Regions from separate parts of the Anas platyrhynchos genome. Here region 2 is linked to region 1. Evidence: chromatin contacts called from public Hi-C data. All regions are on one chromosome and are shown on one strand. Each heading gives the region's core, a stretch centred on a gene start, on an enhancer-like site or on the middle of the called end of the contact. The rest is flanking DNA. Distances are from core to core; before and after follow the strand shown. Region 1 has its middle 330 kb from the start of SLC35B3. Region 2 holds the start of GCNT2 (glucosaminyl (N-acetyl) transferase 2 (I blood group)).

What was found. A called contact is a pair of places that touch in the nucleus more often than the background predicts.
Region 2: a Hi-C map of liver shows a contact between it and region 1, with 4 times the contacts expected there. The contact joins the promoter of GCNT2 here to the enhancer-like site in region 1. A contact is called at or near these places in 2 of 8 Hi-C or Micro-C datasets (liver and subcutaneous adipose tissue).

The regions. Positions count from the first base shown.
Region 1 is chr2:90,889,518-90,896,847 of IASCAAS_PekinDuck_T2T, forward strand. No RefSeq gene overlaps it. Among named protein-coding and RNA genes, the nearest start is that of SLC35B3, 330 kb to the left of the region's middle. Within about 2 kb of position 3,339, at least 1 of the 8 cell types and tissues checked has an H3K27ac peak or open chromatin away from gene starts, as enhancers often do.
Region 2 is chr2:91,464,281-91,471,610 of IASCAAS_PekinDuck_T2T, forward strand. It overlaps GCNT2 (glucosaminyl (N-acetyl) transferase 2 (I blood group)), which reads left to right and starts at 4,520. Exons shown (of 4, transcript XM_072033098.1): 1 at 4,520-5,298. All of the region lies in intron 2 of LOC119716143 (a long non-coding RNA gene), which reads right to left. It overlaps LOC140001526 (a long non-coding RNA gene), which reads right to left. Exons shown (of 2, transcript XR_011806770.1): 1 at 7,169-7,330; 2 at 4,972-6,840.

The sequences.
Region 1 (7,330 bases), core at 2,089-4,588:
TCACCCCTGAACAGGTGCAAAATCCTAAAAAAATGGCAAAATGCTTGAAAAAGGAGTGTCATCACCCTGGCAATTCCAGAGAGACACAAATCACTGCAACGTGCTGGGGCTTGGCCCAATGCAATTACTCACCACTCACTGATCAATCCTCAGCCTATCCCCATGCAGTCGGTACCCCTGCCGTCCTCCAGCCAGCCACTCCACATTAATTGTCCAGCATGACGCCATATGATATGGAATACCCCTTTGGGCAGTCGGGGTCAGCTGTCCTGCTTCTGTCCCCTCCCAGCTCCTGTTGCACCCCCTGCCTGCCTACTGGCAGGACAGAGAGAGAAGCTGAAAAGTCCTTGACTTAGTGTAAGCACGGATCTGCAACCAGTCAAACACCAGTGTATTATCAACATTATTCTCATCCTAAATTCAAAGCACAGCACTCTACCAGCTTCTAGGAGGAAAATTAACCCTATCCTAGCCAAAACCAGGACACAGCACATCGCATGGTATGGAGTACACCTTTGGTCAGTTGGGGTCACCTGTCCTGCTTCTGTCCTCTCCCACCTCCTCCTGAACCGCCAGCTCCCTGAATGGCAGGTCAGTGTGAGAAGATGAAAAGTCCTTAACTCAGTGTAAGCACTGCTCTTCAACAATTAAAACAAGTACAAGACATTTCTTCTCAGAAAGAGTGGTCAGGCATTGGAAAAGGTTGCCCAGGGAAGTGGTGGCATCACCATCCCTGGGGGTGTTCAAGGAAAGGTTGGACCTGGTGTTTAGAGACATGGTTTAGTGGGTGACGTTGGTAGTAAGGTGATGGTTGGACCAGATGATCTTGGAGGTCTTTTCCAACCTTAATGATTCTATGATTCTATGAATACGCTTCAATTTCAGATGTGCTCTTGTTCGGACTCCAGTGAATACCGTCTTTATATGCTTGCCACATTGATCTATTCTGTCTTTTAGTCGTTGTTTCATAGTGTGATTTTTTTCATATGATCTTCTCTACCAGGAATAACAATATTTAGTACACATACATTTTTCCTCTAATAGATAAGAGAAAATATTAAAATGTTATGTCCAATTGGTCTCTGCTGTCATCAGACCATAGCAGTGGTATGCCAAAACAGCTTGTCTTATGTTAGCTATTTGCTAACATCCAGTAGACCCAGATCCTCCGAGAACTGAGGTTTTTCATCTGCTGCCATCAGAAAGTCATCTGTCCTTCTGTAGTCTTCTCAAGTGTGATTGGAAGAGAAGGGTGCAACCTTCCACTGGGTGGCTTATGGGGAGAGCTTATGGATAATGGGAGAGTGGAAGATGAAGCTAGAAGACCTCTGAAGAACGTGTTTCCAAGCTCTGCTCATTTGAAAGCTGTTTTCACACTCATATCCTCTTAATACTGAGTCAAAGAAATGTTCCTGACATGGCCATAATCGCAAATAGTTTTGTATACAGTCTCTTGTTCATTCAGATGAAGGAAAGCAAAAGATATGGGCTATGTAAATTAGTCTTATTTCTGGAATGTCCTTTTGATAGAGTTGAAAGTTAGGGAGCAGCAGGCCTTCTGTGAAAGCACGTTAATATTAGTGGACTAGAATTTCCAGTAGAAACACAAAAATCTGGCCATCTGTATTACCTCTAGTTTGCCTGATCAATGGCTCATTTTAATTAAGTTTATTGAGTTTTACATAAAATGCAATACAATGTGGGTATTTATGGTGAAATAAACTGCAAGATGGAAGACACAAAAAAGTTAATGAAATCAGTCTCCACTACTTAGATTCCTCCCATATTCCAGACACACTGCATTAGAAAGATAACACTGAAAGATTCAGAACTATGTATGTTTCTGGACTTAAATTTTTTAAAAATGTGGTGTTAGTCAGCTTTTAGGCTGCAAGATTTGTAGATTTGGGAGTAGTTTGACCCTGACCTAATTCAGGTATGTAACAAAAAGACAGGTATGATTCAGGGTCATCATTCTGGTTTTGGACCATCCATTGCAGAAACACCCTAACATTTATTCCTGAAGTGGCATTAATAATGGGTCTTACTATTCTGTATTAAACATTTAGGTCTGAACATCACAATGAAGTATGGAAAAGTACAATATAACTTTAAACAGATACACCTATGATTTACCATCTAATTGTTTACTAGCAGTGCTTTTTCAAATCTGTAGTGCCTTTACTATGTACATACATAGCATAAATACATATTAAGGTGATTAAAAAACAATCATGCTATAATATATTATTTCCTCTATTGACTTGTTTGTATACCTACTTAATGTGGCTAGCTAGTTAGATGTTTTAAAAAATAGCAAACAAACAAACAAACAAATATGATTTCAAGACACTACATTAACAATTAATTATCAAACTCTATATTTGCTATTTGCTCTTATTCTAAGGGTGATTCTTGTTTTCTGCCTCTCCTCAAGAAAGCTTTGTCTCCTGTGATAGGCAATGGCAAAACACAACAAAATAAAACAAACAAACAAACAAAAAACACTAGGATGACCATGACTTAGATTAAGTCCTAAATACTGAGTGATCTATTTTTCTTGATCTATTTTGCAAATTTTGGCCAAATCTGTCAGACACTGGCATACCTAGCTGTGGAATTCTGATAAGTTTCTGAGGCAGATACTCTCTGCATTTTGGTTTGATTTATGGAAGTTTAACTAAACCAGACAGCCTGCTAAGACCTACAAGTTCCTGTTTAAAATATATAACTCACAATGTGTGAATGCTTTCCCCTGAAAATGTATTGATTGCTTTGTATTTACTTAAGCATCATCAACATGTCCAGAGTCTTGGCTAAAGTTCAGGGAATGTAATGAAAACTTCATTGTAACACCATCACACAAGCTGAGACAACATTTGGGCCAGCCAATCAAAGAACATGACCTCTATCTCTTTCACTCATACATTATATTTCCTCTTGCTAGTGTGGGGAAACCAAAGAGGTGTTATACTTTGAATAAGGAAGAATTCACCCAAAAGAATTCCTCCTGGGGGCAATTGGACCCCTTGCACTGAGCAAAGTGATTACATTTGAGGTACAGGGCAGTATATGTGGAAAACTGTGTTTGGCAACTGGTTGGCCCATGACAAAACATCGTATTTCACACTCAGGTACACAGCAATTGTTTTTACTTAAAAAATCATTTTGAAGATATCCACAGATACATTTTGCTTATGGAGCTGTAATCATTAGGTTAAATTGCTGTGTGCTTGGCATTTCGACTTTCAAGCCTAAATAAGTTCTTTCACAGCTTCCTAAAGATGTTGAATCCAAATCATAAACTGTCTTTTCAGTGGAAGCAACCCACTTCAAGGCCATGGTAGTTATGCTGTACACAAAACACTGAGTTCAGGGTTGCGCTCACTTCTTTTAAGGACAATAGAACTCTTTTCCTTCTTTTCTTTCTACAAACCAGATTCAGCCTGGTTACATTAAATTCTTATGTTAATGTTCCATTAATTAGCTTTCTTTTCTTTATATTTTGTCTTCATTGTTCTCCTTTTACTTTGTTTTACTCCCTGTATAATTAAAATGTTTAACATTGTTCCTTCCTGTGGTCAGGACACATTCGCTTAAATCTATTTCATTCTCAATCAAGGCAGAGGACAAATGGAAGCAATTAAAACTAGGAATCCTTCCCCAGTCCTCTCCACTGCCCAGCCTGTAACGCTGCAACATCGCTGGTGTAAAATAATCCAACCTTTGCCATTTCACACTCCAGCATCTGCTCTGGGCCTCTAACCCGCTCCAGGCGAAGACATGCCAAGAGGAGGCCACAGCAGCGTGGTATTGCCGTGCCATTAGCCAGTGGCTTGGGATAGCTGAGGCTTTTCTGAGGAAATAAGCGTGGTTTTATTTAACCTTCTGTATATCTGTCTATAGATGTGTGCCCGTGTATGTATTAGCACACATCCCCCTCACAAACCCGCCCCCACAGGCTCGCTGCCTGCAGGCCTGTAGGTGGCGCCTCAACACCGCCCACCTGCACGGGGCCGCCGGCGGAGGCGGTGGGGCCCGGCGGCAGGCACCATTGGCCGTTAACCGCCGCGTTTTCGGCGTTGATAAATTATTATTATTATTATTATTATTTTTCTCCCGTGCTTGTCATTCATTTCGCACTTGTATCCCGCTTGGGTACAGGGGGCCGTCAGCCAGAACGAACAAAAGCCCGTGATGTGGCTGCGGGGGTGGGGGGCCGAACAGTGTGTTCTCCTTCCCCTGGTTGCCCACATCACTCACGAGTGCCCTTTGGTTAAAAACGTAAATAAAAATAAAATAAAAATAAAAATTAAGAAAAAAAAAAAAGGATGAGCAGAGATGCTGGTTGCTTCTTGAGGGAGATGTACTCTGAAAAGTGGCCAGTGGAGAGGCCTTGCAGGAAGGCCTGCAAAAGGCAGCCCTGGTATACACTGCTGCCTATGCACTGCCGGCCCTGGCCTAATGGACTTCTGCTGTACAGAAAAGCTACCAAAACAAAAGAACAAACAAACAAACAAACAAAAACAGTTAATTAAAAATATCGTACATCTCTGCATAATGTTTAGCTTTCTGTCCTTTTTTCACCTCAGCTTTAGTTTTATGTGGTAGAGTTGTCTCTGATCAGCGGGACCTGACTCTGCCCAGCTACAGTCACTGGTCAGTTTAGGTCACTGCATTCTCAACAGAGCTGCTCTTGTGCTGTATTTTCACATAAGCTGAGTTTACGTGCCAGGCATAGTTTTGCTATGCTGGCATAAAACTCGTTCAATGGAATGGTGAATCTCTCCCTTTTTGAAAATAATTGGTAAAGAAGCAGCTTGCACATTAAAACAAAGAAAAACCATCCCCCATTATTCCATTAAGCTTATTCTCAGCACTTCGGCCATACAACACTGTACTGCACAGCAAAGGAAGGGCTCCATATATCAGTGAGATGTGCAGAGCTCTGGTGGCAGCCACAAAATGGCACCCAGGCCTAAAGGCAAGGTGGATGCCAGTGTTAGAGCACCTGCCTTGGATGCAGATAACCACAGATTTAGTCCTGCTCACTCACATGAACTGTGCTACAATGTGGCTGGGAGTTGGATGGGGAAGGCGAATAGTTGTAGCTTCAGTAGAGTGTGCTGAGCTGTGGATCCCCACCTGAAGTAGGGGAACAGTTAGACACTGAGTTTAGCTAACACAAGCTAGATCCTTCTCCACGTAGATCACATCTCAGCTTCTTGACTGCCTCCTGTGCCCCACAGTAACCAACTTTTTTGCACAATACATCCACATCCGTGTGTAACCAAGGGACCTAAGTAAGGGCTGTAGTTTTAACTCAGAGAGATACAATTTCAGCTCTCACTTGCTGTTTTCCTCCATGTCTATAAAAGGGAATTACTGCTATTTTGACTTCCCCAAAGACTGTTGTAAGGCAAACCTACTGAACACTGTGGGACAACCTTCTACTATGCTGATATAGGAAAAGTAAGGGAAGGAAATATGTTTTTAAAAGCTAACTTCTTACTTTTTGAGTATTTATTTTTTATTAAACACAGAAATTCACACTGATACACACTGATAAAATCAAAAGATTTATTTAAGGGGTTTCTTTGTTAGCCCATATCAGTTTATAAAGTAACTGGGCAGTGCAGACCTGTACAATGCAGCCTGTTACAAAAGGTGTAAGGGATTTAAATACCAAATACCCATTTTGAGAAGATGACAGGATAACAGTAGAATTACTGCTCTACTAATTCTACTTGATCATTTTCAGTCACATTTGACAGAATCACAGCTCAGTGTCAAAAAAACTATTCTTCAGTCCACCATTTCTCAAAAATCCTCTTCTGTGAGCAATACAGTCATTCCAAAATGATGGGTTATTTCTGGAAAAAGGAAAATGTCTTGTTTGTGATATCTAGCCTTCTACATTTGTATGCTTTTAAAATAAGTACTTAGGATATTAAGAGGGGAAAGTAATGGTTTTGCATCTTTGTTATTAGAATGTTTACTTCTCTTGCTTCATTGATTTTTTATTACGGTTCCAAGGTTAGAAATAAGGATCGTCAGTGGCAGCTTTTTTGCTGCTTGCTTTAGTTTCAAGTGATAATTTCAGGAATATTTTATTTTGCTTTATTTCTCGCTATCCACACATGCTGTCTACCTTTCTATCTTACATTTAACAGGAATAGGTGGTTTTTAAAAAGCCACTTTGGAAAAGTTTCATGGCTGCAACATGCCAGCATAAAAGACAGATAGTATCAAGCCGAGCTGCCTTTGTTGCTGCTGCTGCTGTCTTGGCATCTGTCGATGAAGAGCGCTCCAATCTGGGGATCCCTGCTGGGGTGAGATATGGCCATGTCTCCAGCAACGGACCAAGCAACACTGGTGCCAGAACACTGCAACCATCTGATGCAAGTCTCTCCTAATGAAAGTCCAGCATGGGGCTAAATGAGTTTCCTCCACTGCTGGGTGAGGGGCTAATGATAAAAGCACTCCCTGGGCTCACTGCTGCTGTTGGTAGCTTTGTCAGGGCATATGGCAATTGGCTAACTACAGTTCCTGAGAGGTTTACCCTTGCTCTGTTACCTCTGGAACTGGCTCATGGGCTCTTCCAAGAGTTGCGTGCAGGGGTACGTGTGCAAGCGGGCATGTGGGTGCTTGCTGGGGAGCACAGGGAACGGGTGGGGAGGCCTGGGGTGGTGGTATTTTGGCACCTGTTGACTGCTATTATTGATGCTGGAGAAGCACAGCTCACACAAAATCTGTACCGGTTTGCAGTAGGAAAAGCTAAAGCTGTGCTAGTTAACAAGGTTAGCTGCTCTCCCTCACACTCAGATGCAAATGTTCCTGGAATGTGTGGGCTGAGGCACTCGGCATTTTCAGTCACAGCATTCATATTTTTATTAATGTAAAATAATAATATTTTTAATGAATAGGCCACTTGTGGCCAGGAAGTCCCTAGGCAGCTCATGAAATACAATTTATAATAATGAGAGAAAGAAGGCAGATTTTATCTTTTAGAAGTAAACCTTTCATTAGAGAAAGCAGTGAGAAGTAGGGTGGAGAATGCTAGAATAACAGAAAAAAATAATAATAAAAAGGCAAATGTGCACATAATGCAAACACACACGCACAGATCCTGCATGGAAAGAAAGTGTGCTGAGGAAAAAAAAAAAAAACAAAAAAAAAAACAACAACAAACAAGAACAAAAACCCCAACAACAACAAAAACACTGTAGGGATAGGTGCTTGCTTGCTTGCTTGCTTTTGTACTTAAGCAATTTCTTCCAACTAGCTGATGTTAAATGTGAGGCCTGTATTTTTTTATTTATATTTTTAA
Region 2 (7,330 bases), core at 3,270-5,769, 580 kb after region 1:
AGCTAGAGTGTCTCCAGCCACAGCTCCTCAACTGGCCACCGAGTCTTCCTCTGAAAGACATTAGTGGGATGACAGCAGGGCTGACGTTAACAGAGGAGGTGTGCTGTTAGGCCCGATGGAAATGGCATGTAAAACGCCACACATTTTGTGCTGTACACACACAGCGGCATCACCAGAGCTCAGTCCCCAAGCAGGCTGGATATTAAATTGATCAAACTGGTAATGAAAGTGGGAATTACTCCATCTCAGCCGACACAAGGCAGGTGACCTTATTAAAAAATATGCCAGTGTACTTAATGGGGTAGGGCAGTTTCTTGGGGAATTCATGATTAATGGGGCTATAACTCTAGAGATCCCACAGCTAAGGCCCCTGGAAAAAGTCTTACTTCCACTGTGAGATGGCCTGGCTGAAATTTTTGAGGTGGGTCTGTCTAAATGCTGGATCCAGCCTCCGTTTTCTGACAGAGAAGCCAAGACACTCCACAGGTGCTGAGCTGGTGAGGGAACAAGGTGGCCTCATGCTGGAAGTGGCGAGCTTGGCACATAAGGAAGCTCAGAGCCGGCTGCTGATGTGCCTCCTTGTCCTGCTCAGGCTAACCACTGGCAGCAACTCCAACACCCTCACTGTTTAGTCATCATGAGAACAGCAGAAGCCACCATCTGAGATGCTGTGTGCAATGTCCCGAGCAAGACCTGACACGCAGAAACCTCAGTATCCGCTGGTACCTGCAGCCTGGGACAGGGCATGTGCAACTCTCCCAAGGCATATGCATGGATGTGGAAAAGGACTGGAGAGTAAGAAAAGCAGCAGTTGGCTGTCCTGGGTCATAACGCCCAGCCCTTTCTGCACTTTCTTTGCAAATAAAAAGGATTAGAGCAAAAAACTAACCCAAGTATGGGCTAGAGGTTCAGGCCAAGGAGCATTCACAATGTGAGCAACAGGCTAGAAACTGGAAGTAGTCAGCAAGAGAAACTGAGCCAAAGTGGACAAAAGAAGCAAAGACACTTGGAGAATTTTGAGACTGCAGAGTGGAATTAAATTTTAAGACAGGATCCAGGCATGCTGAAAAAGGAATATCCAAGAAATTACAGGAAAAAAAAAAAAAAAAAAAAGCATATCGGGTACCAGCTGCCAGGTATGTTTAAGTGGGAAATCCAGTAAGAAAATCCTGGTCTGGGAGAGGTATTTTAGTAGGAAGGGACCAGACAAGAGGAAGCTGGATGCAGTAGTTAGGAATGTGATGTTGTGCAAGAGTGGAGGTTTCCAGTAGTTTTCTATCCCTTTTATAACCTCCCAGTGACACAATCCAGTCAGCCTAGATTGTCCCGGCTTCAGTAATACCATCAGAGTCTGCCCTGGACCTCATGGGAACTGGTGATTGCAGCCTTGCCCTTCCTATCAGATGGCCATCAAAATGATTGTGTTAGCAGCAGGACAGGGGACCAAACCATGAGCACTAGCCTCCCTAGCTGGGAAAATAAACAGAAGCTACCATTGGCCAACTTCCTCCACAGTTTGACAGCTGCAGATACATTTACTAGTGGCTCATCGCTACTCAATAGGGTAGCTAGAGGGGCTAGAGCAGCCGTGGATGTTTCTTGCACAGAGAAGAAACAAAATGGGAGAATCCGAACTATAGAGAAACCCAAGGAATACCTCCAAAACAACAACAACAATAACAACAACAAAAACACCACATACTTTAGCTACAGCAAATTTGCCACTTCTGAAACAGAGAGATACAGAGAATAAGGGCTCATTCAGGAACTTTTTAAAGACAAGTCCTGGTTTGGTTCTACCTCAACTTAGTAAAAGGTCTGTCCCAGTCAGAAAGGCTCTCTAAGGACAACAGATGCCTACCATGGACCTCTGAAAGAGGCTCCTGATAATTCACTGAAAGAAAGCTATGCAAAGAGGTGGAGCAGACATTAAACTGATTTGTGTTATGACATGAAAAATTGTGAGGTGAAACATGTCAATAAGTGAACAGCTACTGAGAAATGATCTTTCTTTGCATTTAGGGTGAAACACAAAAGTATCATATAAATGCTTTTTCCTTCCAGAGTGCTCCAGGACTATCGCAAGCTTACCAAAACTGCTATTTAATGGTAATTAGCAAGGATGACAAACATATTCCTAAATGATGACAAAGTCCTTTGGCTAATGTTTTCATACAGTTCCTAGGTGTAGTAGGATCGCTAACCCAGCTACAGCCAAGCTAGATGATACTGTAATATAGACAATCAGAGAAACTGAGCAGGAAAAGACCTAGAAAATCACCAGGGCTGGACCAGTATGGTCTGCAAAGTAGCTGACAAAGCTATGCCTAACCGGCTCTTCAACACCATCAAGGGGGAGAATTCCAGTCTTTCCAGACCATCTAGTCCACATTTACCTGTTTATCACTACAAAGCTTCCCTAAAGTCTGATCTTCAACTCTCCTGATGCTATCTAAGCTGATCAGTTCTTTTCCTGTCCACAGAGAACATGAAGAATCAGCTGCTCCCTTACATATTTGCATCAGGCTTCACTTCATTTATTTTTTTAACATATTCATAGACTTTCTAGAAATTTTGAATTTCCCTTCCCTTCCCTTCCCTTCCCTTCCCTTCCCTTCCCTTCCCTTCCCTTCCCTTCCCTTCCCTTCCCTTCCCTTCCCTTCCTTCCCTTCCCTTCCCTCTTTACTTTCTCTTTTATTTTCTTTTTTCTCTTTTATTTTCTTTTCTTTCTCTTCTTTCTTTCTTTCTTTCTTTCTTTCTTTTTCTTCTTTCTTTCTTTCTTTCTTTCTTTCTTTCTTTCTTTCTTTCTTCTTTCTCTTTCTCTCTTTCTCTCTTTCTCTTTCTCTCTTTCTCTCTTTCTCTCTTTCTCTCTTTCTCTCTTTCTCTCTTTCTCTCTTTCTCTCTTTCTCTCTTTCTCTCTCTTCTCTCTCTTTCTCTCTCTTTCTCTCTTTCTCTCTTTCTCTCTTCTTCTTCTTCTTTTTTTTTTTTTTTTTTTAGGTCATTACTCATGGATGTTTTCCAGACACCTACTGCTCATTTCATACTCAGCAACAAATCACGTTTAAACAAATCGCAGAATAAAGAGCAGCCAGACACCTGCGGCAGCCAGCAAGGCTGTGGGTAGCTGCACTTGGCAGAGCAGGTCGCTCACAACCAGATGGAGTTATGTTACTCCTGTAGCTGCTGAGGCACCTGCAGCAGGGGGCAGTTTCCCAATTTCTGCAGACAGATGAGGTTTGACATCACATATTGGGGAATTACTTTCCCCCCATTAACCTAGACCTGTGACTAAGAGTATCCTTAACTGACAATTATCAGGAGAAGACAAAATCTGAAAGCTCTGCTGATGGTGGTCAGGCTTGACACTCACTGCACTTCCTGAGGCTCATGTTCATAAAGTTAGCAAGTGCCTAAGTGTTTGCAAAATCCATTGAGAGCTACCTTTGGACATTCCTCCAGCGCAGATAATACCTGCATGAATACATGCAGTTCTGCATGCCAATTAATACGTATATTAAGCTGCATTAAGAAAACAGTGCTCTCTCTATGCCTTGATATTACACTATATATGATGTTATATCAGTATCACCTATAAAATCCAGTCATATTTAAAAAAAAAAATAAAAAAATAAAGTTCTCCATCGCAGCTAGCCTGTCCTCTATTAGAATGTTCAATTATGGCTTGCTTTCTCTGCACAGGAGGAGAAATTAGTATTACATAAAGCCTATGGATTTGACGTTTGCTTGACAGAGCCCCTCCAAGGACTTTCACTGAAACAGTTTTACAAAGTCAAAACTGGATGATTTTATTGAGGTGACAGGTATAACAGATCTGGAATTGCCAGTGATAAATATACTTGTTGCATTAGCGCTAAATATCCTAAAGCTAGCCAAAAATTAATTAAGCTATATTAATAATCCTCCCGGGGATCACCTATAAAATAATGCAGGCACACTGCTCAAACAGACGACCCCATTGAGGCAACATTGGCCTCTGTAGTGTGTCTGCTTCTCCTTCAGGAGAGTCACGATTTTATCCCCTCCAGCCCAGCACCTGTTCTGACAGGTGGGGCAAACGTGTCAAAAGGGATGCCAGGCTCCTCGTAGGTGTTGTATAAGCATACCTACAAATGTGGATGCGCACTGTTGGAGTTGGGGCTGCACTGGCCCCACGGGTGTCGCTACTTCAATCCTCCATCATCTTCCTTTTTGTCCTTTGGCCAACCTGTCCAACTGCCAAGGTTGTGGGCATGAGCCAAACTGCAAAGTTTTATCAGTGGTGCAACCGTTCTGCCAACATTGACCCAAGAACTTGGTTGGTTCCCCTTCTGTCTTTCTCTTTACCCTGTGTGATAAATTAGTAGGGGTTTGTTCATTGTCCTTGAGAATTTAAAGAATCTACTGAGGAGATAAGGTTTCACAACTCACGGCATTGTGACATGGGGACAAATGGGGAAGGGGGGTTGGGTAAACATCCTTGTTACATCCTGTTTTGCTGCTTCACTTCCCCTACCTGAACACAAGCACAACGCATGAACACCAGAGGAAGAATAATGACCCCCAACAACAGACTGCACAGCCTCAGAACAAGTCGACAAGTCGCCAAGTCTCAACCAGACGACAAGTCGACAAGTCTCGACAAGTCGGAACTTGAATGCTATAAAACAGTGACACTGGAAAGGGAAGTTGTGTGCCGTGGTTTGCGTGGTCTCACTTGTAACACCCTGCGTACATGCTCGGAAACCTACACCCCAGTGTTGTGTGCTTAAGGACGAGCTATTCCGTGATGGACAAAACACCACAACTACAATCATTAGGTCACCATCCCCTCACACAGCAGCTGGTGAGTTATTTTCACACAGGTAAGTGTCCCTGCTGGAAATTCATTGGAAGAGTGAGCAGTGGAGTGCTCTGCTTTGGAGCAGTAGTATGTTTGAGTTGCAAAATGTGCTCTGCTGGAGACTAGAGAGCTTTACATATTCCTGCCTTCTTTGTATTGAAAAGTCTTCCATGAAATCAGACAAAAAGTGAAGTTACCAAAATGTGAGAAGCTCTGTGAGCACAGCAAGACAAAATCAGAGGAGATGGTGTACTGTCCGGCCTTTGCTGTTTGTGCAGGCAGATGTGCTCACTGATGGTGCATGATTAGATTACTTGATGGTTCTACTGAACCATGTGAGCTGAGCGAGCGTTTTCCTTGATGTGTCACTTTATCTCTCCTCCCACTTGCTGCGAGCGCTGCTGCGATGTGACGGTCCGGTGTCAGCCTGTGTGCCTGCCTGGGAGCTCCTTTTTCAGGTAGGTTTGTGTTTTTGTCTCTTTGGACAGCCAGTTTATTTCCAGCTAGCAAGTGCAGCAATGCCAGGGACTGCGAGAAAAATAGAGAGGAATAAACTTTAACTGCTCCTGTGCTCAACTCTGCTTTCTCCTTTCTCATGTTACACTGTGCATACATGCTTTCTAGCTCAGGTGGGACACGTTATGCATGTGATAGAGAAGATCACTGCCAGGTAGGACTGTTCCAAGGAAAGAGTTTTGTGGAGGCCATGCAGCATCCAAGAGCAGCGTGAGACTGAGACAGTTTCATCTTGGTTCAAGGACAGAGGGATGGGGGCTCCTTTATATGGGCACAAAGCAGAAATCTGTGACTACCTGCATTTCTGAAACAGAAAAACCACACTGAGGAGAAATTGCTTGCTTGCTGAGGCCTTGCTGTGATTCTGACAATGCCGATTCAAACTGCCAGCTTTGCGTATGAGGGTCATGAAAAGGAATGCCATGATACTGACAGATCTGTCCCAACAACAGAATATAAAGGTCTAAGTAATTCCTAATAGATGTGAAATACATGATGTCTGTCACTACTGACCAAGGCCAAATCGCAGCTTAAATCCACAACGTGCAAAGCCCATGAATTTTGCTTTTTAATTTGCTAGTAAATTAGTTGAAACCAATTACCTATATTGATGAAGGCCAGGAGCAGTTTAGTGAGTGCTAACTATATGCCTAAGAAAATATCCTTCCTGACTGGGAAGGTCTGTTCCCGTTCATCCCCAGGGAAGACATTTCAATTGCTAATCTTACTGGGGAGCGTGTTTCTACTGTGTGAGCTGTACCAAAACTTCCTCTAAAGCAAAAATGAGAATTGCCACAATGAAGGCCCAGGGAGCAATAAAAAGGAGCTGCACTGCAAGTCTCATTCAGCAACAGATTTAGTTCTACAAGCACAGACCTCTATTACACAGCCCCTGTTGAAGAACATGTTAAATTTGATCTTCTATTTTGCCCAGGAACTGGTTTTGTACCCAAAATGCATGCCAAGGTCCAGTACAACCCACATCAAGAGAAGCCGTAGGTATCATGAGGTCTCCTGGCACCCAGCTGCTCCTTCACTGATTTTTGCCATAATATAATTCAGATTTACATCTAGATTTGGCTGTTCCTTGTGTATGAACTTTGCACCAAGACCTCAGACAGAGACTTTCCATGTGGCTTTACACTCTGTTTGCTTCCTTGCTCTGTGCGTGTGTATGTGTATGTGATTTCTGCCTATAATCCAAGGCATGGGCGTTATTTCATAGAAATCACCACAAGTTAGAACTAGTTAAAAACAAAAACAAAACCAACCCACCAAACGATCAAAAATTTTTTGACAGCTTGGATTTCTACAGTAATTATTTGCATGCATGTTTTCAGAATTTTAAATAATAACTGTGCTGAAGCATCAATGCACCAGGATTAAGAAGTACCACCAAGCATGCAGCCTTCCTTTTCCCAGAGGCTAGTAGTACCAAAGGATTGTGGCTAGTCTGGTTTGCTGAAAGGGTGTTGCAGCAGTGTCTGTGCAAGGAAAAAAAAAAAGAAAAAAAAAAAAAGTTAAGGCTTGCATTCGCATTCCAGTCCTATGATGAGCAGGTCTCTCTCTCTCATTTTCTGAATGTAGCTTATGTTTGCTATGGATCATACAAGTAATGCAAACTTCGACAGCTAAGAGTAAACAGTCTCCTTGGACATATATTCATTTATATGTATATAAAGTTTTTAAGTCTTCCTAGCTGTCTAGCAAGTTACACAGTGCCTAAAATAGAGTTTTAGAAGCATCTGAGCAGTTTCAAAGTTATTCAAATGCTTTGGAGGATCTCAGCATTTAATACTTTGGAAATGTTACCTGTGTTCTCTGCCCCAAACTGAGACTTCCCCAAGGAAATCATGCTCCTGCAGGAAAACTGGCACCTGCTCCCAGTTTTCCTCCTTCCACATTTTCCTCATTCCAGATGGGTGGAGCTCTCCTCTAAGACCATGGTGCAGGGAAAGAAATGGTCTTGCAGTT